2 separate regions of the Danio rerio genome follow, and region 1 is linked to region 2. Evidence: chromatin contacts called from public Hi-C data. All regions are on one chromosome and are shown on one strand. The core of a region is the stretch at or near the end of the contact, and the rest is flanking DNA. Distances in the headings are between cores, read along the strand shown. Region 1 holds the start of ccm2l (CCM2 like scaffold protein). Region 2 has its middle 17 kb from the start of tcea2.

What was found. Hi-C and Micro-C count contacts between places; a contact is called where the count stands out from the background.
Region 1: a contact with region 2 is called in a Hi-C map of an unstated tissue, with 3 times the contacts expected there. The contact joins the promoter of ccm2l here to the enhancer-like site in region 2. A contact is called at or near these places in 2 of 18 Hi-C or Micro-C datasets (hematopoietic stem cells and an unstated tissue).

Annotation. Positions count from the first base shown.
Region 1 is chr23:9,165,877-9,168,576 of GRCz12tu, forward strand. It overlaps ccm2l (CCM2 like scaffold protein), which reads left to right and starts at 1,358. Exons shown (of 10, transcript XM_692004.9): 1 at 1,358-1,422. The coding sequence starts at 1,393.
Region 2 is chr23:8,879,755-8,882,493 of GRCz12tu, forward strand. No RefSeq gene overlaps it. Among named protein-coding and RNA genes, the nearest start is that of tcea2, 17 kb to the left of the region's middle. Within about 2 kb of position 1,372, at least 28 of the 62 cell types and tissues checked have an H3K27ac peak or open chromatin away from gene starts, as enhancers often do.

The DNA of each region.
Region 1 (2,700 bases), core at 108-2,607, 290 kb after region 2:
AACGTTTATTGAAGGGTAATATTCATAGCTATACTACTGTAAACATGTTTATTGAAGAGTAATATTTATAGCTATACTACTATAAACATATTTAATGAAGAATAATATTCAAAACTTTACTACTGTAAACATATTTATTAAAGAGTAATATTTATAGCTATACTACTGTAAACATGTTTATTGAAGAGTAATATTTATAGCTATACTACTGTAAACATGTTTATTGAAGAGTAATATTTATAGCTATACTACTGTAAACATGTTTATTAAAGAGTAATATTTATAGCTATACTACCGTAAACATGTTTATTGAAGAGTAATATTTATAGCTATACTACTGTAAACATGTTTATTGAAGAGTAATATTTATAGCTATTCTACTGTAAACATGTTTATTGAAGAGTAATATTTATAGCTATACTTCTGTAAACATGTTTATTGAAGAGTAATATTTATAGCTATACTACTGTAAACATGTTTATTGAAGAGTAATATTTAATACCTCTTTCTTTTTTATCGTGGTTCTAACTGATTGGTGTGTCTACAGTTTTGCAGCAGTTTGTGCACACCTGATGGCTGTGTTTAACCTATGGTTCATGTGTTAGTTCATTTGAAGGCCTTTGCTTTGAAATTGCAAGGAAATTCCATTATGAAAAATATTTGTGTCAAAAGCATCCAAGTGTGTTTAGTGTTTGCAATCGATGTGTGTAATGTTTTGCAAATACTATGAAACTGACAATGTTAAAGTTGTGCAGAACTGGCCTTGTGTTTTGCTCCTTAAGTGTTAGGTTTTGCTAATTGTGGGAAAAGTTTAATTTTAGTGTGTGAGCAATCATAAAAAAAATAGTTTTTTTTTTCACAGCCATTGTTGTCTTAGTCATTTTGCTTGTTCGCTTTTTATTTAATATGAATTAAATAAAATATGATACTAAACTTTTGAAATTTATTTTGAACGGGAAAAAGACATAACATTTCAATAACTGGCTGAGGGACTTTAGAATTTAGTTTAGTTCTGCTTCATAAATTTGTGGTTTAGGTACTTTTACACGGTGTAATTTGTGTGAAGAGACACAGCTTACTTCTACTTAGTGCCAAGGTATTATTCAGTGGTGTGTGTGTGTGTGTGTGCGTGTGTGTGTGTGTGTGTGTGTGTGTGTGTGTGTGTGTGTGTGTGTGTGTGTGTGTGTGTGTGTGTGTGTGTGTGTGTGTGTGTGTTATCAGTGCTTTGAGAATGGAGGTGCAGAGGATTCAGATCAGAGTCTCTGGTGGAGTTTCCTGTGCAGGAAGTGTGTTTCCTGGCTCCACAGGGCTGAGTGGAGATTGGGCCTGTCCTACATAGAGACACACAAAAACACACACACTTGCGCACAGCCAGCCATCGGGCTGGTCAAAATGGACTATGATCCCAAGCGAACCAAGAAGGTAAGTCTTCTGTATGGTTATATATGGCGAAACTATGTTCATTTAAATGTGTGTTTGTTTTGGTGTGTTCATTGTCTGTAAACTGCATCATGTGACCTCGTCTGTTTATGCATACTGTGTATATGTGTACCTGCGGCTGATAACTTTGTGCCGGTTACGCAGTTTGTTAGTTCACACAGCATATCTCAGCTGACCTGAAAATTATGAATTTCTCTGGGTTATTTTTTAATTAGGTGTATATTCGAGTAAAATGGTATTTGTGTTGTTCTGATCAAATTACTTCCAAATTTCAAATCAAAATATTTGGTTACACTTTATTTTTGCGTTGTTTTCAGTATTTACTGAGTAGTCAGTGTTGTCAACTGAGCAATTTTGTTTTATTTTGTTAGATTTAGCAACATTTCGTACTAACGTAGCAACTTTTTTTTCAGAAAGCACCTAGCAATAGATGTAGCAATTTTTAAAATTAATTTGGCTACTTAGCAATTTTTAAAAAGTGACTCAAAAGAGCAGTGCCTGCAGGTTTTCCCCATTACAGCAGTGGTTCTCAACTGGTTTGGCCACATTTTTACATGGTCATCAAGCCGCGACCCAAATTTTTAGGAACTATAATATAATTTTAGGAACTATAATTCAGTATTTATTTATTAACATACACAAGTAGTGATGGAAAATTACCAAGACTTACAAATAAACAATACTTTATCTCTGTCATTTAAAAAAATGTATCAAATTATAGTAATAATACAGAGTAGAAACGTCAAATACTGTAAACAATGATTAGGGTACGGAAAAGTTAAATTACCATTAACTAAACTGAACCGTTAACACTGATCCTGTTGAACAGAACAAATCTGCAAATTTAAGTAAAAATTTTTAAATAATCATAACCATTTTTATAATAATCACCAGTTATTTGCTCTTCTGCTATTGTGTGGGCTTTCTTGGCCTTTGCTACACGGTGAGCATAGTAAGATTCCGGAAGTGCCTGTACTTGAACATGAAGATGTTAGGCACTTTTGTGAGCGATGCCCTCAGCTATTGGAGTCATCTTTGAAAATAGTATACAGGTTTGTCCTTGCAACTGGGATGTCATATGTAGTGAGAGCAGGTGTTAAGCCTTTTTTGTCATCAATATATGTAAATCCACACTTTGCATATTCGAGGTTATACTTGCGCTTCGACATATTTGTTGCTATAATTAAATGAAATTTCACATGTTAAACGGTATGGCTGTCGTGTGCGCATTTCAAAATAAAAGTCAGATATATGCAAAAT
Region 2 (2,739 bases), core at 122-2,621:
AATAATAATGTGACTAAACTTTTTCTCTTTTAGGTAAGTTAAGATTATTAAATGTGTTTCTGTTATGCTTAATAGCAGAATAATGAGCAAGATTTGTTTTGAGAATTTGTTATAACTTTTCTTGAAAGTCTAGTTTACATACAATAAGATTATTATGCCTCTGAAAAAGCTCAGATGATGGTGTCAAGGTTTTGGAAGTTTCTGATTGACTAATTGACAACATTTGAGTTAATCGAAGGCACAGCTGTAGAATAGTATTAGAGGAAAACCTCAAACACACTGCTTTCCTTGTGTGACAACATGGGGAAATCAACAAGCCAGAATCAACAAAAAGCCAGATTGCAATTAGCTAAATTACACTGGGAACAAGACTAATTTTTGGAGATATGTCCTATGGTCTGATGGAACTAAGATTGAACTGATTGGCCATAACGGCCAGTGTTACATTTGAAGGACAAAGGGGAAAGCTTACAAGTCTTGGAACACCATCCCAACTGTAAAGTATGGGGGTGGCAGCATCATGTTGTGGGGCTGTTTTGCTGCAGGAGGTACTGGTCCACTTCACAGCATAGATGGCATCATGAAGAAAGAGCATTATGTAGAAATACTGAAGCAACATTCCAAGACATCAGCATGGAAATTAAAACTTGGCCACAAATGGATCTTCCAAACAGACCATGACCCTAAGCATACTGCCAAATTAGTTACAATGTGCTTTAAGGACAACAGAGTGAATGTTTTTTGAGTGGCCATCACAAAGCCCTGATCTCAATCCTATAGAAAATGTTTAGGCAGAGTTGAAAAATGCTTGTGCGAGCAAGACAGCCAACAAATCTGACTCTGTTACACAAATTCTGTCAGGGGAAATGGGCCAAAAAATGGTTTTGTTCCTTTTTTAGATTGTATGTTAACTTCTGGTTCAAACTGTAACTGCTGTATTTTAAAATTAGCTGTTGTTATTTTTTCTTTATAAATTGGTCGCTTTATTTTAAGGTACAATTCTTACTATTAGCAGACTATTAAAAGGAAATTAAATGGAAAATATTATACATATTTCTCAGACAACTGAATATATAATAAAACGTGCATGTGCAATCCAGTAACAAAACAACCCTCACTCTCTCAGCCACCTCCTGTCTACTGCCCTCATTCCCGCTTCAGTCCTGTGAAAACACTTTCTCTCTCTCAAGAAGTAACGCCTCAGTCCTAAAATCCCCCTTCAGGTCTGTCTCAAGATACCACTGTCAGCTTGCAGACCCGTTTGAGCAGTAAAATAAAGACGTCCGGCGGGTCTGCCTTGCCCCCCTCTTCCCCCTCGTCCTTCAGCCTTGACCCTGTGCTGGTCTTCCCCTCGGCAGCTCTCAGCGGGTCACGGAGCTGCTGTGTGGAGTCTCTGTGTGGGAAGCCGTCGCTCCTCTCACTCTCACACGCACCTCCGCGCTCTTCCTCTTCACCGCTTCCTCCTGCTGCCGCCCGTCACCACTCGCGCTCGCACACACGGCTTTTTGTTTTGTGTTTGGATGGTTTTGTTCTGTTTTCTTTCCCCATCTCTCCCTCGCTCTCCTCGTCTGTCCTCGGGGATTGACAGAAGAATAGCGGGACAGTAAAGCTGAGGTGTTCGCATTTCCTCTGGCTGCAGTGAGGGCTCCTGTCACTCTCGCTCTTCCTCTTCCTTCATCATCTTCATGGTTTAAAGCAACAGTTCAGCTGAAATCACATCATTTACTTGTGTTAACTGGGATAACTTAGCCAGAAAATAAAAATTGTCATCATTTATTCAATTGTTCCCAACCTGAGCTACTTTCTTTCATTTAGCCAGCCCGATTCAGTAGTATCTGCCTGCAGACTTGCATATGCAAGATGAGATACGCAGACTCACACATGCAAGCTCAAGACACAATACACTCAAAGGAGCTAGTGACCTCACTGTGTAGGGTTAGGGGCGGGGTTAGGTGTGCGCAAGGGTCACAAAACAAACACATTTATTTGAGATGTATAAAGTCATATGTCCCACATTTCTAAAAACACTATTAGGACACACATATATTTACTAAAAGTTTAAAATTGGTTGTTTAGAGCAGTGGTTCCCAACCTTTTTCTTTGGGGCCCCCCCCATGAACATATGCAAACATTGGAGCCCCCCACCATATAAATACACACGCACGCACATACATATGTACTGTGTGTGTATATATATATATATATAAATATATATATATATATATATATATATATATATATGTGTGTGTGTGTGTGTGTTTGTGTAATATTGATATATAGTAATATGTATAGAAAATATTAATTAATCAGTTTTAACTTGTCTTGGCCTTCAATAAAATCAAAATTTAGGTAGGCTTTGTCATACTGTCTAATCTTTTTCTTCGCCTCTGAAGAATCCCTGCATTTACGTTTGTCTGCCATTTTTGTTTTGATTTTGCCTTTACGACACGTTGACAAGCAGATTGCGCGAGTGAGCAAAATTTAAATAATTATTTAAAGTTATTTATTTTAATTATTTTCACTATTATGTTGGAATTTTAAGCATGCGTTTAGATTTTTATTTATTTTTTTGGTACTTAAAAATACATATATAATAGTAGGGCTGCTCGATTTTGGGAAAAATCATAATCACAATTATTTTGGTCATAATTGTAATCACGATTATTCAAAACCATTGCCAGTTAAAGTCAAAATTATTAGCGCTCCTGAGATTTTTTTTTTAATAAATATTTCCCAAAT